Linked DNA regions of Mus musculus: regions 2, 3, 4, 5, 6 and 7 are each linked to region 1. The links are chromatin contacts, called in public HiChIP or PLAC-seq and promoter capture Hi-C maps. All regions are on one chromosome and are shown on one strand. Each heading gives the region's core, a stretch centred on a gene start, on an enhancer-like site or on the middle of the called end of the contact. The rest is flanking DNA. Distances are from core to core; before and after follow the strand shown.

Region 1 (3,325 bases), core at 33-2,532:
ATGACGGGTCTGGAAAACCCTGTCAGTTCTAAATGTGAATATCCATGGCAGCGTGACAGATAAACTAAGGCCCAGAATAGTAAGGATTTAACTTGAAATCACACAGGTTGAGACACAGGACTGGAAGCCAGGTTTCCCTTTAGAACCCTGGAGTTCAGTCCCTCTGGTGTAGGGTGTGATCAGAGTCAAGGCTAGTACCTGTGAGTTAAACTCCTGGCTCTGCCAAGGACTATTCCTTAATTACCTCGGAAAGTTGCTTAGATTCTCCTGGTCTGTTTCTTTAACTGTAAAAGGAGGATGCTACCTACCTTTTGGGTTTATTGTAAAGATTAAAAGGCAGCACAGTGCTTGGCATATGGTAAGTGTTCAGTGTCAGCTGGCAGTCTGGAAGAAGCAACCGTAGGTGCCCCTTCTTCTTTCCCTCCCCTCCCTCGGAGTCTCCTGTAGCTCAAGCTGCCTTTCAAACTCTTGAACCCATTTCTATCTACCAAGTGGTGAGATGAAAGGCAGGTACATGTAATCTCAGTTTCTCCACATGTAAATCAGGACTAACAATCCCTGCCCTGTCTGTCACTCTTTCCCCCCTGACCTGTTCCGGTAGCAACGTGGACTAAATAAGGTATGTAAACGTTCTAAGCCGAGCTGTCTCCAGGTCAATGTTTATTCAGCTTAGAGCAATTTCTTTCCAAGTCCTACGCTGGCCAGATTTCCTGTCAGCCCCATCAATTCTCTAACACTCGCAGGTGCTCCTTTGTAACCGCGGAAGGGGCAAGGTCCGCTCAAGCCCACCGTAAAAAGGAGCGGGGAAAACAAAAAACATAGAGGAGGGAGAGCAGGCAAGTAGGGCAGTGTAGAGAAGTGGGGTAAAAGGACAAGGAGGGTAAAAGGGACTTACAGATGGAGCGCGGCGGGGGTGGGTGGGGTGGGTGTCCTGCACCTAAGATGCAGGAGAAGGGATGTGCGGAGCTCTGGGGCAAGTGAGGGAGCAGGGATGTGTGCGGAAAAAGCAGCGAGGTGGGATTCTTGAGGAAGAATTGGGGGGTCGCTTTCAGTGTGAGGTCTGTGGGTAACTGGGGGCAGGGAATTCGGGCCGTCACCTCCACTCAGACAGAGGCTCCGAGAGCAGCTCCCGGGCTACAGCCACCCGCTGGCAAACCGCGGAGGGGCGGGGAAAGAGCATTCGGCGCCTGTGATTGGCTGCCGTCCCGACGGCCGCTGACGCGAGCGGGCGGGCCCCTTTGTGACGTCACAATCAGCTGTTGAAGCGTTCGGATTTGTGCCCTGAGCCCGGGCGCAGCGGCCGCAGCAGCTCCGGGCGTCCGTTCGGGAGCCCCGCCGTCTCTCGGCCCGTCCCCGGTATGCGGCTCCAGTTGTGAGCACCGGCGACCCGGGGACGCCCGGCCGCACAACTACCTCAGCGCAGCGGTTGCTGCAGCGGCCCCAGGTGAGTCCCGACCTCCGGGCTGGGGGCTCCGGGCACCCCCAGGACACGCCCTGCGCCCCCCTCTCCCGTTCTTTGTCTGTCTCCGCCGGCGGCAGCCGGAGCTGCGTTCTTGGCTCCCTATTGGTTGCTCCAAGCCGGTAGGCCATGACGTTGCTTTATTTGCATATGACATTGAGACGTCACCAAGGCCAGCCCCGCCTTCCAGGCTTGCATGGGTGCTTGTCCTCTGGTGACCCGGTGGGCGCTATGTCGTGCCCAGCCGGCCGAGGGTTGAAGAGACGCTGAAAGACAAGCGGGATCCGAAGGGACTCGGCGGTTTCCTGGGCTAATCTAGGGACTGGGGTCAGGCCTCTCATTTGTTTTTTCCTTGTGACCTGAGAGAGGGTAGGACAGCAAAGCTCGATTTAAGTTGAGAGGGCGGTAAGTAGATGGAGCTTCAGACTCCAGGTCCTGGAGACACTACCAGATGGTAGCGGATCCCCTCTGTCTTCAGGCTCCGCCCCCTAACATAATAACATCCTTCTAATCCCTGACATGTGTGCAGAGCCTGAGTTGATGTCATTTTCAGCCTACAAATATTGAGGGTCTTAAGCCCCACTTCACGGAAGAGGAAACTGAGACTCAGAGAGACGTAGTTTACTGGAGATCTCAGCCAATTAGAATCACACTCACTAAGTGGTAGATTCCTTAGCTGAAGTATAAGCTACATGCTTACATACATCTACTGAGGACCCTATCTTGGGTTCAGCACCAACCACAATTTGATGGGATGCTTCAGTCTTCATGATCCTGGACATTTTCCCAGGAGGTCTCTGAAAATTGGGTCTCTTACAAGGCCCTGACCTCCTCTGCCTTCTTTCTACTTCAAAACCCAATAAATGGCCGTCTCCCAGCTGTTTTGACCACAGAAAGGTGAGTCACTAGTTGCCTGCCTCCAGGTGTCTCCAGGGCAGATGTTGTTGAGAGGGAGTTGGGAGTTCCCTCTGTGGGCCTCCCATCAGAGCTGTCAGCTGGGAGAACCAGACCCTTCCCTGGCATTAGTGATGCAGAGCTTATGCTGTTTCCTGAGGCTGCTTCCAGAGTGACAGAAGGATGTCTCTTACTTTCCAAGTAAGTAGATCTGGAGTCCTTCCCAGGTTGAGGGTCGCTCAAGAATGGCCTGGGCTAGGGTTGGCTTAGGCCTCCAGTGCTATTCTAGGCACAGCCTCTGTAGTATTAAGGGAATGGTTCTTCCTGGAGCAGAGCCAGGAATCTGAGAACCAGGAAGCCAGCAGGCTAGGAAAGAAAACCCAGGAGGCTCTCCTAGTGGTCAAAGGAGGGGGGCAGTCATAGCTGGCTGGTTGCTACCATCTCTCCTGGCTGTCACTCACTTCTGTATGATCTCCACCAGGGAGCTTCTCACTTGACATGTCAACAGTTGAAAAGGCTCATTGCAGGGACTGGTGCACAGTGTGAACCCTGGGAAATGCATGCAAAAGTTTGATGCCAGGGACCAGAGATCTACAGGGACCAGAGACCAGGGCCTGTGTCTGATTTCCCTGTTTCCTGTGTATTATATTTTTGGATATTACCTGTTGAGGTTTTTCTGATTGTATGTATTCTGCATTGCCACACCACCACTAAGCTATAGCTTTATTGGGTAGATTCATGTTCCCAATTTGATATCACCATCCCTAAAACAGGAGACTTGTTGTCTTGGTCCAGGGAAGGAGGCTTGGGTTTGAAGGCTTGGATCTTGGTCCAAAGCTTGTGTTTATCCTCAAGGGATCCCTGGATCTGACAGCTTCCTTCTTCCACTGTCTATCACTGACATGTGGTCTCACTGGACAGGATTCTTTCTCTTGGCTAGTGATGCTGAGTTTGAACAAGAGTCTAGGGGAA
Region 2 (3,640 bases), core at 64-2,563, 950 kb before region 1:
TCTTGGGTTGCTCGGAGGATTTATGTTTTGAGTTTGCTAACAGAAATAGGTGGACAACCCAGTGGGAGAGACTCTAGCGAATGTGTAGAAAAGGGGAGAAACTGTATTTGGTACTGAGATGGTTAATTGCAGAGTGTATAAAAGCAGCTGTTGAAGACAGGCTAGTGACTCTTGCTTACAATCCCAGCACTTGGGAGGCCACGGGAGGAGGATGTGTGAGAGTTCCAGGCTTTTGTGGCTACACTGTGTGTTCCAGCCCAGCTAGACATACAAAATAGGCCCTTTTCAGAAACAACTTTTTGTGAGGCCTGCTGGTGTTATAGACACAGCTTTGGGAGATAGACTTAGAAGTATAGCTTAAGGTTCAAGGCTAACCTGGTGTAGGTCAGTGAGTTCAGAATAGCCAAATGTACATTATGACATTGTTTCAACAAACCAAAATAAACCTGCACTTAACCAGGCCTGGTAGTTCAGGCCTTTAGTCCCAAGCACTTGGGAGGTAGAGTTAGGTAGATAGATTATCTGTGAGTTCCAGGACAGCTAGAGCTACAAGTGAGACTGTGTCAAAAAACCACCACCAACAACAAAAAAACCCCTGCACATACACGTGCCCCTCCTCACAAACACAGACAAACCCCACAAAGCCCCTTGATCTGATACAGAAATCAGTAATGACAGCTAGTTGTTTTAAACATTTAGATTCCTATAGCCGCAAAAGATGTAGAAATCTGCGAGATAGCTAATTTGGCAAAGATGCTTGCTGTCAAACAAACTTGATGCCCGAAATTTGACCTGCTGGATCCACAGGGTGAAAGGAGAGCCTGCTCCCGACTTGTTCTCTGACATTCACATACATGCGTTGGACTCCCTCAAACATATACACGCACACATATGCAATAAGTCAATGTAAAAACAAATAAGTAAAAGGAGGAAAGAACAATTTTAACACCCAATACAACCGTCAAAGCGTTACAAGGCCTGCACCTGAAACGTCCCTCCCCGAAGCCCCGCCCCGGGACTCCGCCCCCGTTCCTAGGTTGCCGCCCAGGCCACATCCGGAAGTCTGGAGCTCGGAGAAGGGCGGCTCCCTGCGGCCACGCATAGCGCGCGGGAGGCGGGTCGAAGTGCAGGCCGCTCCAGGATAGGACGCAGCCTGGCGCGGAAGGGGCGGGCCAGGTCAGGAGGCGGTGCTTCGCGTGAGCGCCCTCGGGCCCGTCTTCCGCGTGCGTTGGTCTGCGCGCGGGAGCGCGCGGCGGGGGCGTGCCGGGGCTGTCTGGGGGCGGGGCGGCGCGCGGCCTAACGGCGGCGGCGGCAGCGGCGGCGGCGGCGCTGGTGCGGGCGAGTTCGGCGGGTGCAGGTCCCGGCCTGCGCCTGCGGAGGGCTCAGGCAGAGGGTCGAAGCGAGCGGCGCTCGCGACAGACTGCGCTCCGCGATGGTGGGCGTCCCTGGAGCGGCCGCCTTCCAACGTAAGTGGGGCGGGAAGGCGGACGGCTGAGGGGTGTGTGTTGAGGGGCCTGCTGCTCCATAGGCGGGAGGCTTTGCAGAGGCCCCCCGGCGGGAGGCCTGGGCAGGGAAACTGAGGCCGGGATTGGGGCACTGGATCCAAGGTCATGCGGCTCCCCGGCCTTCCGGGGCCCTCGGGGCTATCCCGGCGCTTCCTGTGGGGCTCGCGGCTCCGGGTGCTGAGCAGGACTGTGTGGAGCGGCCTTGGAGCTCAGGCCTGGCGGGCGCCCTATGGACTGTCCGCGAGAGAAGTATTGTTTTGTTTTCGCGGCATCGGGGCTGAAAGTCCGGTCCCGGGAAACACGCCGGAATTGGAGCGACGAGTGGTAGATGTTGGAGGATGCCGGGCTGATATTCCGGAGGGCCCTGTTGAATGTAGGCTCTGGGGTCGGACTGCTTTGGGTTCATGTCCTGGCTCCCTCGCGAGTAGGCTGTGACCTTGGCGCTCCAAAAGTCTCAGTTGCTCGATCTGAAAAATGGGTTGTGAGGAACGTACTCTGAATGCTCTGTAGTAGGGTTTAGTGAATCCAGTAAAATCCCCTGAACACACAGTTGCACATCATACTCAAGTGTGAAAACTCACTATCGTAATCACAGTTTGTTATGTGTGTTCCTCGGAAAAGTCCGAAGTTGGCGTCTGGTTGTGTTTTGTTAGTTTGTTTAATATTGTCTTTGACTAGTCCTACTATGTGACTCAGTTGTGTTTTTATTCTTACCTCCATTTCGCTATCCCATTTACAGACGTTCTTCCTAGAATTGTAAGATCCTTGGAGGAGGGATGGCATCGTTTAATAAGAACAATAAAAATTTAATTGTCATTAAAATAGCAGTAATAGCCAACATTACTTGAGCACCAGGCAATTTGCATTCGATTCATTTAATATTTATTAAATCATCTAAATACAAATTATCACTCTAAGTCCAGAGACTATGGCAACAAACTTGACAGACTAGATTCTGAATTTGAGTTTAAGAGAGGGACTCGTGCTTTGTGGATATTTCTTTGTCTATGCCAGGTGACAGTCTAAAAACAGGTATTTGAGGCACGTTGGAGGCTGAGTTTGAGGTCAGCCTGATCTATACAGGCCAGCCAGGGTTACATTGTGGCACCCTGCCCCAAACAAAACAAAATAACAAAAACAACAACAAAACCCTAAAAATAAAACAAAAAAATGAATAAAAGCTAACATCAGGTGTTGCAGGATGTCCGTTGTGCAAGGATAAAATGAGGCCTCTTGAGAGCTTTTAGCCCCTCCCCTCTTTGCTCTTCAGTTCAGCAGTTATAGCGGAGGATTCATACAGCCTTTTTCTTGGGCTCTCATTCCAAATTGAATGGAAAAAGATACAAACTAGATTTTCCCACCAATGCCTTCTGTAGTTAAGTGTGCTGTTGCTGCTCTCAATGGTCTTCTGAAGGGAGACAAGTAACCCTTAGGTTTGATGGTATCATATATAAGAAAAGTGGAAGAGAGGCGCTCGCCTTTAATCCCAGCACTCTGGAGGCAGAGGCAGGCGGATTTCTGAGTTCCAGGCCAGCCTGGTTTACACAGTGAGCTCCAGGACAGCCAGGGCTATACAGAGAAACCCTGTCTCAAAAAACCAAAAAACAACAACAACAACGAAACAAACAGAAGAAAAGTGGAAGAAACTTTTACCCGAATTTAAATTCATTTACTTAAAGCAGTATTGGGGATTGCACTCAGGGCCTTGTGCTTTATGTACCATGCTGATCTGTATCCCCAGCCCTTTTTATTTTCAGACAAAGTTGCCCAGGCAACTTGTAATTCTGTCTCAGCTTCTCAGTAGCTAAAAATACAGGCCTGTGTCACTAGGTCCAGATGAACTAACACATTTTTATTTCCATGTCTTTTATGTTTTCAGTTAAATATATTCCCAAAAAGTTGAGTATGGTGAAAGCTTGTGTAATTCCAGCACTCAGGAGGCTGAGGCAGGAGAATATGAGTTTGAGGCCAGCCTAAGTTATGTAGTGAGACTGTCTGGAAAAAACAAAAGCCAAGAAGTAGGACTTTGTGGTTTGTTATGTAACTAAGTTTCTTTGCAAAAGTTAGTATATAGTGGTTTAATATGCTGAAGGCCTATAGGTGCTAGGTAGGTACTTTTTCTTTTTCTTTCCTCT
Region 3 (3,369 bases), core at 28-2,527, 970 kb before region 1:
GCCTAAATGAGTTAGGGAAGGAGTCAGTCGGTAAAGTGCTTGCTTGGCATCTATAAAGCTCTAGGCTTGATCCCCAGCACAACATAAACCTATTTTAGCAGCAGAGCCCAGTAATCCCAACACTCTGGAGGTGGAAATAGGAAGATTATATTCAGTGTTCTCCTCTGCTACATAGTGACCATGTGTCTAGCCTGGCATACATGAGATTGAGATCATGCCAAACACTTGTCAGTCTTGGAAACTAAGAATTCTCAGGAAGGAATGGCAACTCTGGGTTCACTCTCTCCATGTACCTGTTCATGTACAAATGGGCAGATGAGGAGACTCAACCCTAGCCATCAGGACTCCCAGCATAGGCAAACAGCCTCTGAAGCCCAAGATGTCTAGGTCCTTACTGGCCCCTTCTCTGCTAATGCCTGTGCCTCCTACCCATCTCTGGCACCCACATTGGGCTCCCAGACTCCAGGCCTTTACCAGTCTGCCTAGGTTGTGTCTCATGACTTCCACCTCCTTCTTGTTCTAGCAGTGTCCCAGGCCTCAAGTCCCTTTCCTTTCACCGCCGCCCCCGCCCCTGTCAGTCTTCCCGGGGACCCTCCTGCCCTTGGTACCCATAGCTACCATTTTGCTTCAAAACAGAACTAAGCACCAATGTCCTTGGTGCGCCCCCCCATCCTTCCACACTTGTGTCTTCTGAGTCACCTGAACTCCCCAAGCCCCTTCCGACCTTGGTGCTCTTCCCTCACTCTGTTCCTTCCTCCCCCGGAGACTCCTTTCCGCCCTAGACAGGTTTTCGTTTACCAGCCCCCATGACCCCTGAGCGCTCCGCAGCAGCACAGACAACACGACCCCGTGCCCTGGGTGCCCCACACCTACCCTTGATGCTGATGCCCAGCCCGCCGGCGTCGGCCTTGCGCACCGTCACGCGGCGCCGCTGGAGCAGCAGCGCTTCTGGCAGCTGTGGGGGCGCCGCGCCGGGCTCAGCGGCGCCGTTGAGCTGCGCGGGCTCCGGCTCCGGGCCGGGCTCGCCGTCGGCGGGACTCACGGTCAGCGCGTCCTCCGCCAGAGAGAGCAACACCCGCTGCCACCGCTCGCCACCCGCCCCGGAGCCCGCCCCGCAGCGCAGTTCCAGCAACCCGGTGCGCGGAGCGCGCCTGCCTGACGCCATCTTCGCCTCGAAGTCCCAGTACACTGCGCTCGCCCGGTCCCGCCGTACCCGGCCCGCTCCGACCCAGCGCCCAGGGCAGAGGGCGGCGGGGCAGCAGAGCCAGTCGCCACCCTACCCCGGCCTCGGGGGCGGAGCTTCGGAGGACAGGCTGTCGGGGGCGGGGCTAACGGGGGCGGGGCCCCGGGAGTGACTGAAGAGACGCTACCCGGTAAACTAAAGATGTGCAGCGGGATCACTTGGGAGTGGGTCAGAACCGCGTTCCCTCACGGCCACAGTTAGAGGAGGTTGAGGGTGGGGCGCTCTGCGGAACATAAAGGGGCCGGATTCTATGGATGGGGCAACACAAGGATCCAGTTCTGTGCGCCGTCGAGGATTGGACCGTAGCTCGTGGAAGCTGAAGGACAAGAAAAAGAATCAAGGATCCTGGGGTAGGGCTGCCTGTGTCAGGACCATAGGCTCCAGGGACTTTGCAGACAGAGTTAACTGGCAAACGAGCTAAGGAAGATGGTTTCTCACGTTTTGTGAGCCATGGGGAGAGGGTACCAGTAACAGTCTGTGGGCCTGACTCAGCTTAAGGGTGCAGCCTCTAAAGAGGTAAGCCTACCCACCCACCAGGAGGAGAAATGCCACTCCTTTGAGGGTTTGGTCCCATCACTTGAAGGTAGAGGCTGAAGGGTCTGCAAGTTTGAGTCCAGTCTAGGCTACATGAGACCCTGCCTTTAAAAAATAAAAATAAAAGTGAAAAGACATAAAGAGATAGAAGGCTCAGCGGTTAAGAGCATGGGCTGAAAAAAAAAAAAAAAAAAAAAAAAGCCGGGCGTGGTGGTACACGCCTTTAATCCCAGCACTTGGGAGGCAGAGGCAGGCGGATTTCTGAGTTTGAGGCCAGCCTGGTCTACAGAGTGAGTTTCGGGACAGCCAGGGCTACACAGAGAAACCCTGTCTCAAAAAACCAGAAGAGAGAGAGAGAAAGAGAGAGAGAGCATGGGCTGCTCTTACAGTGGAGCAGAGTAAAATTCACAGCATGCACATTGGGCAGCTCACAACCACTTGTAACTCCAGCTCCATGGAGATCTGACACCACTAGTTTCCTTGGGAACCTGTATTCACATTGCAAACAAGTACACCCATGCACACAAAAATAGTGAAAATAAATAAAATGACATATGATTTTATATATATATATATATATATATATATATATATATATATATGCAATACATGTATGTCACTTATTCTGTGTTTGCATGACACATGAGCTGGCTGATCTATGCTATCATTTGTGCCTTGGGTAAACCCTGCATAACTGAGACACATGAGTACTAAAAGCAGACCTCTCTTCTAACCTGGGTCTTTCTGGCTTCCAGGCTCACATCCCTCCTACTCCCTTGCCCTGCATGCATAGCAACAGGAGATAATTTCACTCTTCACTCACGGAGCACTTATCGAACTAAGCAAGATGCCATCCATTTGCAATCACAGCATTCTGGAGACTGAGGCAGAAGGATCATGATTAATTCTAGACGAACTATAGTTCATAGCAAGTTCCAGGTTATACTTTTTAAATTATTTTAATTTCTTTGTGGATTGATGTTTTGCCTTTATGCGTATCTGTGCTCCACATATAGTCCTCGAGGGCCAGAAGAGGACACCAGATTCCAGAAACAAGAGTTAAAAATAGTTTTGAGCTGCTATATGTATGCTTGGAATTGAACTCCAGACTTTAAGTTAAATATTGAAGGACAAGCTAGGCCTACTAAGGAAGATCTGTAATCTCAGATACTCAGAAAGGCTGAAGCAGAGAATCACAAATTCAAGGCCAGCCTGGGCAACTGAGTGAGACCCTGTTTTAAATTTTTAAAATACAGCAACAGGTGGTAGCGGTGGTACACACCTTTGATCCCAGCACTCAGAGGGCAGAGGCAGGTAAATCTATAAGATTGAGGCCAGCATGGTTTACAGAGTGAGCTCCAGGACAGCTGGGGCTACACAGAGAAAGAGAGAGAGAGAGAGAGAGAGAGAGAGAGAGAGAGAGAGAGAGAGAGAGAGAGAGAGAATCACCAGGAACTGAGGCCCTTTCCCAAGACCAATTCTAGAATTAGATCCTTAAAAGTCCCCCCACGTATTGTCCTGCTTAATGAAGCCCAGACAGACTTTCTGGGAAGAAACCTTAGTAGAGAGCTCCTCCCCTAGGGAATGTTCTC
Region 4 (3,425 bases), core at 812-3,311, 670 kb before region 1:
CTGGGGAAGGACTGGGCTACAGAAATAGCACCGGCAGCCTGGCAAGGAGCCGCCATGCCTGTTTTGGCCAACAGAAGCCTCGGAGGAGAGGGGCAAGGGACACTGAAGCTGTGAGTGGACAGAAGCCCTGGGGAGATGGGGCTCCAGTGTAGGGCCTCTGACAAGCTCATTGTCACATAATTAAAACATCCATATTTGAAATGTAAATAGAATTTGGAGCTGGGGAGATGGCACCGTGGATACGTGTACAAACACGGGGATCTAAATCCTCTCTCCAGAACCCTTACAGGTGACACCACAAAGTTGCTTTATCCACAGGAATGCTGTGACACTTGCAGCCACCACCACCCCCCCCCCCAAATAATAAATATAGAATTAAACTTTTAAAATTTGGGTTCAGAAAGATGTTTAGGAAAAACATAGTCAAGAATGTAACAGTGGAATCAGTACCACCCTCCCCAATGCTAGTATGTTACAAAGTCTCTTATTCCCTGCAGGTCCCCATTTCCAGGGAGGGTTGTAGCATTGGCTTCAAAGTGGGCTCTGACTGCTGGCAGTGATACACTGCCTCTTGCCTTCTCCTGGCCCATAGAGGATTTGGTACAGTATCCGTGGCTCATCATTGAGCTGAGAATGAAGTTGTCTCCCTCCTTTCCTCCCTCCCTCCCTTCCTTCCTTCCTTCCTACATGTATAAGTGCTCTATCTGCATGTACTCCTGCGTGCCAGAAGAGGGCATCAGATCCCATCACAGATGGTTGTGAGCTACTGGCGATCGAACTCAGGACCTCTGGAAGAGCAGACAGCGCTTCCCCTCTTCCCCCACCCCTGGACACACGACACACACACACACACACACACACACACACACACACACACACACACACACACAAAGAAGCTTTCTTCATCCTCAAGAGAGAAAGCAAGCTCACTGATGCCTCACTTGAGAATGCTGTCATCTTGGGCCAGTTCTCTCTCAATTCATTTCAACTCAACTAGTCTCTTTCTCTGCTGCTCTTCCCTCCTCCTCTGCCGGGGGTAGGGTGGGGTGGTGGGTGGTGGTGGTAACCGTAGTGCTTGGCGCCCTATGCCAGGCCGAGGATCAGAGCTGAGTACCGGCCGAACTTGAAGAGTGGAGAGACCTGAACTGGGAGCACCATTTTGTCCGTGACCCTTGCGCCGGAAGCTCAATTCCAGACAGTGCTCTTAACCGCTGAGCCATCTCTCCAGTCGAATGAAGCGGGGTGGGAGGGGAGTGGGCCTTATGTGTGCGCATTCTGGAGTTCTCTCAGAGGCCTCAGAGCCAGAAATAAAACAAAACAGGACATACTGACGTCTTCTTTAAATAGTCACCCCAAAAGTACTGTGCAACTGTCCCCATCTTACAGAGGTAGGAACCGAGGCCCAGGAGATGACCTGCTTAATGTGAGGATGATATGGGTCTGAGCTGATGTTCAAGGGCAGACCCACTCAGCTCCAAAGCCCAGGTTCTTGTTTGGATTCACAATGGAGAACAATGACCAAGTTTGATATTAGGGTCCTGAGAACAGCCGGTCTCTTGTTTCAATTTGCAGAAACAGGAACTGGTCTCAGGGCTCCTGGCCCAGAAGCCACCACCAGCAGCCATTACCCCAGAGAAGAGATGTGTAAGGAAGTTGCTGACTCCAGGGGTCAGCGCTGGGCTCCCCTCCCCCCAAAGCTGTCCGCAATCCCCCCCCTAGATTTTTTCTCCAGGCTCCTATACCCTACCTGAGATGCTAGCTCAGAGCAGAGAGCCAAACCCAGCCATAAGCCAGGGGCTGAGCTCTGCCCTGAAGAATCATGTCCTTCATTTTGTCCCCTGCATTTTACACCACCATGTAAAAATTTCCATTAATTCCTCGGAATAAAATGTAGTGGCTGTTAATTTTTGACGCCTGGGAAGTAGCCAGCTGAATGCCTTTTTTATGCCTGAAACTATTTTCCACTATTAGGGAAGTGTAATAAAAAGTTGTCTTTCCTTGATTTTATTTTTTAATTAAGTGGGAAGTTCTGGGCAGCCCTGCTGCTGGAGCTGTGGCCTGCAGCTTGCAGTCTGAGGAAGTAACAGAGAAAGGACTAAAGCCTCTAGATACGGTCTCTACAGGGTCTCCCTCCCCTTTGTTAGGCATTTCAGCTAATCTCATTCCCACTGGGTCCTGGGAGCCTCCCCGGTTTGGGGGGGGCACCCACTCATCTCCAAATTTTTAACCTAGAATGACTCCTGTCTAAGGAAATACGGGGACAAAGTGTGGAGCAGAGACTGAAGCAAAGGCCATCCAGAGACTGCCCCACCTGGGGATCCATCCCATATGCAGACACCAAACCCAGACACTATAGCGGATGCCAAGAAGTGCTTGCTGAAGGGAGCCTGATATGGCTGTCTCCTGAGAGGCTCTGTCAGAGCCTGACAAATATAGAGGTGGATGCTGAAAGCCAACCATTGGACTGAGCACTGGGTCCCTGATGAAGGAGTTAGGGAAAGGACTGAAGGAGCTGAAGGGGTTTTACAACCCCATAGGAGGAATAACAATATCAACCAACCAACCCCTCTACCCCCCCAGCTCCCAGGGACTAAATCACCAGCCAGAGTACACATGGAGGGACCCATGGCTCCAGCTGCATATGTAGCAGAGGATGGCATTGTCTGGCATCAGTGGGAAGAGAGGCCCTTGATTCTGTGAAGGCTTGATTCCCTAGTGTAGGGGAAGGCCAGGGAGGTGAGGTGGGAGTGGGTGGGTGGGGGAACAATCTCATAGAAGCAGGGGGAGGGGGATGGGATAGAGGGCTTGCAGAGGGGAAACTGGGAAAGGGAATAATGTTTGAAATGTAAATAAATAAAATATCCAATAAAAGGAAAGAAAAGAAAACAAAAGAAGAGAAAAGAAAAGAAAAGAAAAGAAAAGAAAAGAAAAGAAAAAAGACTAAAGCCACTACACCTTTCCCAAGGCCATTTCCACAGCTATACTCTAACCCTCAGAAGCAGCCAGAACCACTGACCCGGCCCAAACCATAAAGAACCCTGAATTTTCTTATTTCCCAAGGCTGTGAGAGACAGTGTGGGCTCTGATTTCAAACAGAGCTGTAGGCATAAATTTTTTTGCAACCTACTTTTAATAAGGGTTCAACCTCTCCTCAAGCTCACCACCCAGCAGAGGTCGTGGAAGAGAAAAGTTATTAGGATGTGGGGGAAGTGGACCTGCTCAGCAATAGTTCTTTGGGGGCGAGCTTGATCTCCGTTGGCAGCCACTCAGTCCCATAGCAAACACCAAATATGACTCAGCAGCTGCAGACCAGTCCTGTAGGCAGGCAGACCCCAGGCATGAACCAGCAGCTATAGTCCAGTCCTCTCAGCAAGCAGACACCAGGAGGCTGTAGTTCAATCCTGAAGAAACCACCAGGCTCGCCA
Region 5 (3,319 bases), core at 428-2,927, 770 kb before region 1:
TCTAGGTTCTAGAAACATAGCCAAGACCAAAAAAAAAAAAAAATTGTCTTCAGTCATAATCTATCAGAAAACATAGGCCATAGACCAGGAAGTAAATGAGGGGTGGAGAAGAGGAGCCATGGCTTCAGATAATTTTTATTCTGGTACAAGGAGAAGCTATGTTAGTCAGGGTAGTTGGTCAGGAAAGGCCTCTTTGAGGAGGTAGATGACCCAAGAAGCAGTGGTGTCAGCTGTTAGGAAGGGTAATGGAAGCTGGAGAGAATAGTAAGTACAAAAACTGAGGTCAAAATTAAAGGTCAAGGGTTGAGGTGGAGCTAAAGTAGATCACCAGCTTAGCATTCATTCACCAGGCTCTGTATGCAGCCCTGCCCTCTTCGAGCCCCACACACTCAGGGCAGCTGACACTATTAAGTGAGACTATTAAGTGAGCCAGCATTACAGAACTTTGTGCAACAGAGGACAGTTAAGTCAGAAACTCACAACTAGTTAAAGTGTCAGTAGAGTGTTTAGCCACAGTAGGACTTCTATCTCATCTTTTCCTCTTTCCAAGACTCAGGCATCATGGTGAATGTCGGGGTGGAAAGATATAAGAGCCAGAGTTTGGGGAGGCCTGGGGTGAAATCGTGTCTTGGAAATGGCAGGGCTACAGCACTTGCAAACTCAGACCAGCTGTAGCTTTCTCCACCTGCACAGGATCAAGCCAGTCATCATTCCAGAATGCATGGATGAGGACCTCACAAATCCCCAGAGGTCTGTCTTGGGAGAGAAAGTCCTCTAAGTGTATATGTAGTCCCTGATAAACCATGTTCCAGTGGATGACCCCACACTGACACACTGATCAATATAATGTACCAGCAGTTCAAATTGGACTTCATGGATTATAAACAAAACTTAGAGACGGCTCAGCTGGTAAAAGCACTTGCTGCTGGACTGAGTTCAGTGCCAGGGTCTCACATGATGGAGGGAAGAGAATCGATTCCGGAACGTTGTCCTCTGATCTTCACACATGTGTTTTGTTGTGTGTCTGTGTGTAGATATATGCCATGTGTGTCCATATACACAAAACAAAATTAATAATAAATGTAAAAACGACGACATGAAGTTGGGAGTGGATCCCCTCCCTATGAGTTTGAGCTAGGAATGGCTGAAATGGTAATAGGGTCGTCAAAGAAATGGGGTCTCAGAGAATCACAGTCGAGAGGTGTGTGAATGGGAATGGAGGTCCCTCCAAAGCTGGAAATTGGGGTTAAGAAGAGCACTGAGGGAATCTAACATAAACTGAGGAATTAAGACCAGAGATAGGAGTCCTTCGAGAAGGCTGCTTTCCAATCAGCGTGGCACAGTTGCAAGGTGTGGGGTGTCCATGTAACAGACAATCTCGGTGAGGTGGGTTGGTGTTGCAACCTTGAAGAAGACTGTGTGCAGCGATCATGGGGTGCGTGTTGAAGAACTGGGGTCGGTGTCCGCGTTGGGAGGCGATGTGCGAGCGCCGGACGTATGTCTGTGTAGAATTGGAACTACTAGGGGACTGGGTCTCCGGCCGGACAGCGGGGCAAGCTGTTTCCGGGGCAGGGGCTTCGGCGTCGGCTCCTGGGCGCCCCCTGGCGGCCCCGACCCCGCCGCGGTTCTCACAATGCTTGCGTAGCCCCGCTCCGACTCCCCGGGCGGCGGCAGCTCCAAGATGGCGCAGGCGATCTTCGAGGCCCTGGAGGGTGAGCGCGTCGGGCCGGGGCAGCGGCTGTTCCGCGTGGCGCCCCCTCCCGCCGCGCCCTCGCAGCGCCGGGCCCAGGGCGCGTGGAGGCCGCGGGGCGGAGGGCGGAGGGCGTCCGGGCCGGAACAGCCGCGGGGCGGGAGGGGGCGGGAACAGCCTGGGAGCGCCGGCTCTGCGGGGAGGGGGCCTCGGGACCGGAACAGCGCGGCAGTCGAGGCCGCCGGCGCGGGAGGGTGCACGCCCAGGAAACAGCCGGGGGCCTGGGCCTGGAGAGACGGCGGTGCGGGAGGGCTGGGCGGCTCAGCTGCCCAGTCGGGCGCCCGAACCACTCAGAACGTCCCGAGACCCACGGTGGCCTCCGGGCTGGGATGTAGTCCTACTAAGTCCAGAGCAGAGAAGGAGGCGCCGCCTGTGTGCACAGCGGAGTCTGGGAGAGACCACCGGCCCAAACCAGTAAACACAGGGCACCCACCGTGCTCCGATCTGAGCCCTGCACGCGTGTGCCTGCTTGGGCTACTCTGGTCTCCGATCGAATCGGATTCGATTCTGTGATCTGCAAGATCGCCGTGGTGCATGGGCCCCAGGCTCTGGAGAAAGGGAGCTCTGAGCGCCACCATGTGCACCTGCTGGAGTTTAACAACAAAGGATGGCTCTAGAGACAGGAGAGGAGTTGGACACAGTAGTAGCCTTGTGGGTGGAGGGTGGAGTGAACAGCCCGAGTGGAAATCTGTGGGCCGGGCCGGCAGAAGGAAACCAAGGCTTGTAGTTCACTAGCTTCTTGGAGGATGAGCTCTCACCTGAGTCTTACCTTTGAAAGAAATCCAGTGATTCTTACTAAGCCAGATTCACTTGTCCTCATCCTCCTTCATTACTACCCCACCTCACCCCGCCGTCAGAATTGTGGGAAAGAATAGTAAAAGAAGGCAATCTCAGGCAGGGTTTGCCGTGCATGCTCATAATCCCAGCGGTTGGAAGACAGGCAGGAAGATCGTTAGCCTCGGCCACATAAGGATTTTGAGGCCAGCTTTGGCACCATGAGACTTTCAAAAACCAATTAGGAATATATGTGTACATACATATACTCAATAACAACTTTTTTTAAAAGGCCATGACTTTGAAGGAGAGTGGAGAGGTTATATGGGAGGTTTGGAGGGAGAAAAGTGAAGGGCGGAATGTCCTAATCAAATTATAATCTCAAAAGTATTAAAAATATCATTGTACAGAAAATAAAAGGGGGGAAAAACCACAAAACAACGGGAACTCAAAAAAGAAGACTGCAAAGGTGACCCCAGCTGGTGTGTTCTGTGAAGAAAATAGCAGGGGTGGTGTGGATCTGGGTGGTCAGTCAGGGTCGTGGGTGTTCGTTCCCTTTTGGAGGACAGTGGGGTATTGCGTGTGGTCAGGTCGTGGGTGTTCATTCCCTTTGGAGGACAGTGGGGTATTGCATTGTTTAAACGTTTCGTACAAGCATATGCTTGTGTATTAGCTAAAGAAAAAATTAAATAGGATTCGAGAAGTGTAGTTTCACTGGCCTTGAAAGGTCCCCAGGACCAAAATAAATAAAATTTCTACGAGAAGAACAGCAGGTGTGTGGCGATCCAAATAAAA
Region 6 (3,357 bases), core at 203-2,702, 720 kb before region 1:
AAACCAAAAAACAACAACAACAAAACCAAGAGTCCCAATGTAGGTTCAAATTCTTCCCCAGAGACGGATGCCAATTGTGTGGTAAGAGTATTTAAGTTAAATTTGAGTTTTCTAATATAATCCCCCCAAACATGACTTTCTATACTCCTAGAGTGTCTTACTATTATTGTGACCAAAGCAACTCGGGGAGGAAATGGTTTACTGAGCTTATACTTCCATATCATTGATCATCATGAAAGCAGGTCAGAACTCAAACAGACAGGAGGTTTTTTCTTTTTCTTTCTTTCTTTCTTTCTTTCTTTCTTTCTTTCTTTTTTTTTTTTCAGTGCCAGAAATACAATTACATTCAGGAGGTTTTTTCAAGTCAGGGTTTCTCTGTATAGCCCTGGCTGTCCTGGAACTCAGTCTGTAGACTAGGCTGGCCTATAACTCAGAAATCTACCTGCCTCTGCCTTTGCCTCTGGGATTAAAGGCATGTGCCACCACATGGCAGCCCTCTTATCTCAGCCTTTCAAAAGATGTGAGATTATAGGCATGAATTGCCAAGTCCTGTTTAAAACACACATCTTTATTTGAGTGCCTGTAGTCAGCTGGGCCCTTTATATTCCTATCTCACTTACAAACTCTTTTAAGAGGACTTGTGACAATTTCAAATTTACAGCTTTGGAAAGCAAGAGGAAGTAAGTATCTAAATGAATATTCGAGGCTGATTTTGAAGCTTTGCTGTTGAATTACACTGCCAAGGTGGTTAGTCTATTTTAGGTTTCAGAAGGTCTCTTAGGTGAATAAAGAGAATGACAGCTCATCCAAGTAGAGAGAACTGACCGGTCTGGTAAAGTAAGCTAGTTAGACAGCCAGTTTCCTGGGCTTGATTCACTGACATATAAATTAGGAACAGCACAGATCCAACACTTCAGAGGCAGAGACAGGCCAGCCTCTGATCCTTAGGAACTTCAAGGCCAGCTTAGGCTACATGAAAGTCTGGTTCCAAAACAGACACACAAAATAGGAACAGCATTATCTGTTGTAAACTGCTTTAAGAATCAAATGTGATTATGATTGTAAAGTACTATGTTCCAGAGATCATAGAAAATGAGTGATGTTGTTATCACTATTACTTCCCGTGCTGTGAATTAGGTCCAGGGTTCTATCACGGACCAGCACAACGAACCCCTCTTTTTGTAATAGTTATTTCTTCTCTTCCTGGTCTTTCATCTCTACGGAACACATTCCAAAGAGACTACATTTTCCAGCATGCCACATTGCCCTTTGACCTCTGCGAGACTAAAAAGATGCGCCATAGTACGCCAGGAGCCGGAAAACTCAGACTCCCGGCTTGCAGCGCGCGGTCCTCCCTTAGACTCGAGGGGCTGCGGGCGCGTGGTGCTCTGGGAGCTGTAGTCAGCGGCGCGTTGCCCTGACGCCGGCCGGGCCCGGGCGTGGGGGCCTGTGGGAGGTGGCGCGGCCGGGCCCAGCTGCGGGGCGGAGGTGGAGGCGAGGCCTGCGGCTGCGGGGAGCGGCAGGCCGGGAGTGGGCGCGGGAGCCGAGCCGAGCCGAGCCGAGCCGAGCCGGAGTGGGCGCCGGAGGCCGGCGCGGCGAGCAGCAACCATGTCGGTGTTCGGGAAGCTGTTCGGGGCTGGAGGGGGTAAGGCGGGCAAGGGCGGCCCGACCCCCCAGGAGGCCATCCAGCGGCTTCGGGACACGGAGGAGATGTTAAGCAAGAAGCAGGAGTTCCTGGAGAAGAAAATCGAACAGGAGCTGACGGCTGCCAAGAAGCACGGCACCAAAAATAAACGCGGTGAGACGGCTGGGGCCCCATCAGACTCTCCACTGGCTCTCCTAAGGCTCCCCAGGCCCGGACTCCACTTTGTCTAACTCGTTTCGGGGTCTCTCTCGACTCTGGAACTCTCCGGCCAGACTTCTTTCGTTGTCCAGCCGAGCCGGGGATCCCTTTCCATCTGACTCCTTCTGGGTCTCCTTGAGCCGGTTCACTTGCATCATCAGACTCCCTTCAAACTCTCCCTACCCTGGCAGGCCTCTTCTGACCCAGATCTCACAGCACTTTAACTTTGCTCAGTCTGTTCCACTCTGTTCCATTGTATTCTTTTCTCTTTGGCCTCACCCATCTTCCCAGCCACTGCCTCTACCCCCACCTTGGTTCATTTCTTTGCCCCACCCTATCATTTATGTGTTTCTTGGTCCACCTCTGTCCTCTCCTGAGCCCTTGGTGACGTCTGAGCTGCCTTCTGCCCCTGACTTAGGAGTCTTCTTGAGAAGCTTCCTTTATGGAGAAAAAAGAGAACTGGGGAGTGAAGAGACCCTCTGGGACCCGCTCTGTCTGTTCACTTGTTGAGTGTACTTGTTAAGTTTTGAGTTCCACATCCACCGGCTAGGAGCTGGCCACTGGAAGACCTAAGATGTCGATAACCCTGTGATTCTCAGAGCTTCCGTGTTGTAAGCCTTACCCTCTTGTGACTCACCACTTCCCCGTTCCTCCTGAACCAGAAATGACGAGGACTCTGCCTCTGTTGACCCAGTCCTGTTGTTGATTGGAACTTGAAAGCTTCTTTGCTTCCTGTCTAGGAATCGAAACTGTCTAGGAAGTACCTTGTAGTTTTCTTCAGTGAGATGGATGTGAAAATGTGTGAATGACTGTAAAGAAAGTCAAAATGCTCATGTGTGTTTTTGTTACAACAATGTGAGCATGAATCATAGCGTGACAGGTCACCCCTTGAGAGTGGGCCGAAGTTGAGAGATAGAGAGAGGTGGGGGGGGGGGGCTGGCTTAGGAATCATGCAAACAAGTATTTAACCCAGAAGGTTACCAGGGAAATTTCTTCCGGGACTGTGACCTTTAGTGGATTTATCCTCCTAAGAGTGTTTATAATATCCAGTACTAGTAGGGGCTTAACTAACATGGGAAACATTAGCTTGTTTTGTATCACAATGATAACCTATCTTGAGGGCTGCTCCTCTGCCAATATCATAGCAAACATTGAGGGAATTCTGAGTACCCAGGACATCCAGTCTGATTCATAGAGGGATATCAAACAATGTCTGCTTTAAAGAAAAGGTACTAGCCGTGCATGTCCCTGAAAGCCTGTAAGCTCAGACCTGGGAGGTGGAGGCAGGAGGGCCAAGGTCATCCGTGTTTACAGAGCAGTCTGAAGGCCCAGATGGCCAACAAGAGAGATACTGTCTCAAAAAGGAAGATGGTGGGGGTAGGGGAGACACTACATGAAGAAACTAACCAATTTGGAGATGTTAGTGATGAGCACTAATTACGACTAAGAAGTGGGGTCATAGTGATAGAGTAGGGTGCTGTCTTGGTAGGATGGTCAGGGTAACATCTTTGAAA
Region 7 (3,730 bases), core at 174-2,673, 710 kb before region 1:
TTTAACAATTATATTGTTATGTATGTATGATATATATATATATATATACATTATCATATGCCATATTGCATCTGTGGAGGTCAGAGGACAACTGTGGAGTCAGCTGTTCTGTCTTGTGTTGTATAGGTCCGGGGGAATTGAACTTACATCATTAGTCTTTACTCACAGAGCCCCTTGTTTTTTGAGACAGTGCTCAATTTATGCAGTCCAGGAACCAGAACCCAGCAGTCTAACAGCTGTATCTTCAGCACTCCTGCCTGTATTTGAGACAGGATCTTGCCTAGCTCATGCTGCCCTAGAACCCATGATCATCTCCTGACTTTGCCTCCTAAGAGCTGTGACTGTGGGGCAATGTGTTGTGCTCGATCAGAACGCCTACTTCCTGATCACTCCCTACCCTGCATTCTTTCCTGCACCACTGGATTTTGGCCTACACTGTTGTGACTTGCTCCAGGGAACAGAGATTATTTTTAAACAGTATTTCAGGTTTTGATGATTCTGTGCACTTTAACACCTGTCCTCCAATTGTTGCCTCACATACATGACATGTCACATACATGACACATCTTATCTGCTGTGTCTCCAGGGATGAGCAGGTAGTGGGCTCATGACCAGTCTGCTGTTGCTTTTAGTGCTGGAGACTGAACCCAGGGATTTGCCCGTGCCATTCGAATGCTTTCCTGTCTCAAACTTGGAATGTGGCCAGCATGGAATGGGAGCTTCTGATCGATCACCCCTTGCCTCTTTCCCAGGGCTGGGGTTATAAGCATGTGCCACCACATCTGATTTTTGAAGTGCTGGGATGGGACCCAGAACTTTGCAAACACTAGGCAAATAATCTGTCAACTGAGCTACATCTCCAGCCACCGGTTCTGTGTTTTAGTTGTGGTAAAAAATGTATATATGCCGGGCGTGGTGGCGCATGCCTTTAATCCCAGCACTCGGGAGGCAGAGGCAGGCGGATTTCTGAGTTCGAGGCCAGCCTGGTCTACAAAGTGAGCTCCAGGGCAGCCAGGGCTATACAGAGAAACCCTGTCTCGAAAAACAAAACAAAACAAAAATGTATATAACACAGAAGATAAAACTCATCATTTTAGCATGTAGTGACAGCTCTGTGACATTAAGTACACTTACGTTGTTAAACTGCTCCCTTTACTATTTTTATTTTAAAAAATTTTTTATGAGCATGGGCATTTTGCCTGCATGTATGTCTGTGTGAGGGTGTCAGGTCTTCTAGAACTGGAGTTAGACAGTTGTGAACTGCTGTAGGTCTGGGAATTGATCGTGAGTCCTTTGTGAGTGCGAGTGCAGTCAGTGCTTTTAACTGCTGAGCCATCTCCCAGTTCCTGTGTTTACTCTTTTTTTTTTTTTTTTTTTTTTGCTTTATTTTATGTATATGGATACTTTGCTTTCATGTATGCATGTGTACCATGCCTGGTGTCCAGGCAGGCCAGAAGAGGGTGTCAGGTCCTCTGGAACTGGAATTACAAGTGGATGTCAGCCACCATGCAGGTGCTGAGAGTTGAATCCAGGTCCATTGGAAGAGCAGCCCTGATCTTAACAAGCTGAGCCATCTCTCCAGTCCTCCCGTGTTTACTCTTAAGTAAAACTGTTCTTATGTTTGGCTCCTTCCTGTCGTTAAGATGAGTTCCTTCTCAAAATGTGATGCAGTAGTGGAAGGTTCTGGAGTCAGAGGGACTGAGCGGGATGGAGTTCGGGCGCCATCTCTGGCTAAGTGCGGTTGTTTTGGTTTTCCCTGGGCACAGAGGCTCATTACCCCAGGCCGACTTGGAACTTCCGGAGGATGGCCTTGAATCAAGAGAGTCCTCTGCTTCCACCTCTGAATATGGGGATTACAAGCAGAGCCATTGCTACTCTTGTTATAGGGGCTGGCATTGGTTACTCCGCAGCCAAAGGGTTTACTGACTCGATGACTGTGGGAAAGGGCAGGGTGGGGCTGGGCTCTCTTCTGCCAGTTATCACCGTTTTTTTGACTCCCTTGTAAGTCTACTCATTGACTAGATGGCCAGTATGGTTAATAGTTTTGTTCCTGTAAATTCTTCCTACCTCGTGATCTCCCTTCGCAGATTGAAAACTCAAAAGAATTCTGATTGGCTGCTGGGATCATGTGTTCATGACTAGCCAATCACTACAAACCGGAGCTTTTGAGCTCTGTGGCTAACAGGCCTACCGGACTGTGCATAGGGAAGCGGTCTGTTTGCTAAGGCTGGGGCTTTAAGGGGTCTGTTCATAGGAAACTGTTGTCTGTCTCATTTCTCCTGTTATTGTCCGGCTTATTGTCCTGCTCAGGTGTTGTCTCCTAGATCAAGCTGGGCTTGTAGGGAAAGCAGGAGACCGGGGTTCTGCCCCTAGGCCCCCTCCTTCAGTGGTAACCAGTCAGGATCTGCTGAGCTCTGAGCCCAGGGCTTCAACTTCCTATGCATGAGTGTCTCTGAGCACTTGCTGTGTACCGAGGATCCTGAGGGAGTGGGACATTGCCTGCTCCTCGGGGTACATATTCTATTTAAGCTGCATGCAGAGTAAAAGGAAGACAAGCATCAGGGCTCTGAGGTTTTTGCCCTATTTTTGAACAGACCAATCAAGCACAAGGCTGTCTTCCCAGAAGAAAGTCTTTCCCCCCCTCCCCTGGTTAGCCTGCTGTCTTTTGGACAGGGGAATGTGTCTGTCTCTGCAGCCCTCTCCCTGTGACTCGGAAAGGCCTTGTTAGTTTGGTCTCTTGTAACAGTTGTACACTGGAAGCGTTTTCTGCCGACATTCCTCTTTCCCTACTTCCACGCAGCGTCCCAGCCCCCAGCTCTGTTGTTATCTCCGTTGCCAGGGCGCTCTCATGCTTGCTCAGGCAGAAGGGGGCTTCTGTTGGCATGGATTCAGCTGGAAGCGAGGAAGAAAAGCTAGTTGGAAGAGAAACAGCACATCCCAGCCTGGGAACGGAAACCATGGGCGGGCAGTTTGCTTCTGTCCCAGTCCAGGCTAAGGCATCTAAGCCCAGGGCCTGACTTGTAAGGGAAAGAGCGCCGTGCTTGCCGCTTCCTTCTGTCCTTTCTTTTCCTTTTTTCTCTTCTCTTCTCTTTCTTTTTTTTTTTCTTTCGGTTTTTGTTTTTTGTTTGTTTGTTTTGTTTTGTTTTGTTTTTTTGAGAGATAGAGATAGATAAATAGATAGCTTCTCTGGGTAGTCCTGGCTGTCCTGGAACTTGTTCTGTAGACTAGGCTGCCCTTGAACTCACAGAGCTCCACCTGGCTCTGCCTCCCAAGTGCTGGGATTAAAGTTGTGTGTCACCTGGCCCAGCCACGACACTCTTTTGTTTGTTTGTTTGTTTTGTTTTTGGAGACAGGGTTTCTCTGTATAGCCCTGGCTGTCCTGGAACACACTCTGTAGACCAGGCTGGCCTTGAACTCAGAAATCTACCTGCCTCTGCCTCCTGAGTGCTGGGACTAAAGGCGTGCGCCATCACTGCCCAGCCACAACACTTTTTAAAAGCATTTTCTTAGCTTTGCCTTGTTGAGGTGGTTGTGGTGTTTAATCACTGCTGTTGGAACTAAGATGACAAATACTGGGCTGGTGAGATGGCTCAGTGGGTAAGAGCACCCGACTGCTCTTCCAAAGCTCCGGAGTTCAAATCCCAGCAACCACATGGTGGCTCACAACCATCCATAACGAGATCTGACTCCCTCTTCTGGAGTGTCTGAAGACAGCTACAGTGTACTTACA

The links. Promoter capture Hi-C pulls out the DNA fragments that hold promoters and counts their contacts. HiChIP or PLAC-seq counts read pairs in DNA pulled down with a chosen protein or histone mark. Capture Hi-C pulls out chosen DNA fragments and counts their contacts.
Region 2: an H3K27ac HiChIP or PLAC-seq map of large pre-B cells shows a contact between it and region 1, with 4 times the contacts expected there. The contact joins the promoter of Cbfa2t2 here to the promoter of Trp53inp2 in region 1. A contact is called at or near these places in 2 of 115 datasets of contacts at active chromatin or transcription factors (embryonic stem cells and large pre-B cells).
Region 3: a contact with region 1 is called in an H3K27ac HiChIP or PLAC-seq map of embryonic stem cells, with 3 times the contacts expected there. The contact joins the promoter of Snta1 here to the promoter of Trp53inp2 in region 1. A contact is called at or near these places in 1 of 39 promoter capture datasets (pre-B cells) and 1 of 115 datasets of contacts at active chromatin or transcription factors (embryonic stem cells).
Region 4: an H3K27ac HiChIP or PLAC-seq map of microglia shows a contact between it and region 1, with 5 times the contacts expected there. The contact joins the enhancer-like site here to the promoter of Trp53inp2 in region 1. A contact is called at or near these places in 1 of 39 promoter capture datasets (maxillary cranial neural crest), 1 of 484 Hi-C or Micro-C datasets (embryonic stem cells), 2 of 115 datasets of contacts at active chromatin or transcription factors (embryonic stem cells and microglia) and 1 of 9 other capture datasets (embryonic stem cells).
Region 5: an H3K27ac HiChIP or PLAC-seq map of T-cell acute lymphoblastic leukemia shows a contact between it and region 1, with 2.4 times the contacts expected there. The contact joins the promoter of Zfp341 here to the promoter of Trp53inp2 in region 1. A contact is called at or near these places in 1 of 484 Hi-C or Micro-C datasets (CD4 T cells) and 2 of 115 datasets of contacts at active chromatin or transcription factors (T-cell acute lymphoblastic leukemia and memory CD8 T cells).
Region 6: a promoter capture Hi-C map of pre-B cells shows a contact between it and region 1, with 5 times the contacts expected there. The contact joins the promoter of Chmp4b here to the promoter of Trp53inp2 in region 1. A contact is called at or near these places in 9 of 39 promoter capture datasets (the 3T3-L1 cell line, frontonasal cranial neural crest, hematopoietic stem and progenitor cells and 6 more) and 2 of 115 datasets of contacts at active chromatin or transcription factors (memory CD8 T cells and pancreatic cancer cells).
Region 7: a promoter capture Hi-C map of liver shows a contact between it and region 1, with 2.3 times the contacts expected there. The contact joins the promoter of 9030607L20Rik here to the promoter of Trp53inp2 in region 1. A contact is called at or near these places in 1 of 39 promoter capture datasets (embryonic stem cells), 1 of 115 datasets of contacts at active chromatin or transcription factors (embryonic stem cells) and 1 of 9 other capture datasets (liver).

What each region holds. Positions count from the first base shown.
Region 1 is chr2:155,380,574-155,383,898 of GRCm38.p6, forward strand. Trp53inp2 (transformation related protein 53 inducible nuclear protein 2) reads left to right here and starts at 1,283. Exons shown (of 4, transcript NM_178111.3): 1 at 1,283-1,444.
Region 2 is chr2:154,435,171-154,438,810 of GRCm38.p6, forward strand. Cbfa2t2 (CBFA2/RUNX1 translocation partner 2) reads left to right here and starts at 1,314. Exons shown (of 11, transcript NM_172860.2): 1 at 1,314-1,466. The coding sequence starts at 1,433.
Region 3 is chr2:154,406,807-154,410,175 of GRCm38.p6, forward strand. It overlaps Snta1 (syntrophin, acidic 1), which reads right to left and starts at 1,278. Exons shown (of 8, transcript NM_009228.2): 1 at 874-1,278. The coding sequence starts at 1,165.
Region 4 is chr2:154,712,565-154,715,989 of GRCm38.p6, forward strand. It overlaps the pseudogene Gm14215. Among named protein-coding and RNA genes, the nearest start is that of Gm14216, 12 kb to the right of the region's middle. Within about 2 kb of position 2,062, at least 18 of the 459 cell types and tissues checked have an H3K27ac peak or open chromatin away from gene starts, as enhancers often do. A contact at or near this core is called in microglia, where this site is marked.
Region 5 is chr2:154,611,691-154,615,009 of GRCm38.p6, forward strand. It overlaps Zfp341 (zinc finger protein 341), which reads left to right and starts at 1,678. Exons shown (of 15, transcript NM_199304.1): 1 at 1,678-1,712. The coding sequence starts at 1,682.
Region 6 is chr2:154,655,574-154,658,930 of GRCm38.p6, forward strand. It overlaps Chmp4b (charged multivesicular body protein 4B), which reads left to right and starts at 1,453. Exons shown (of 5, transcript NM_029362.3): 1 at 1,453-1,798. The coding sequence starts at 1,609.
Region 7 is chr2:154,675,116-154,678,845 of GRCm38.p6, forward strand. 9030607L20Rik (a long non-coding RNA gene) reads left to right here and starts at 1,424. Exons shown (of 2, transcript XR_866878.2): 1 at 1,424-3,730. The region is part of intron 1 of Chmp4b (charged multivesicular body protein 4B); the gene reads left to right.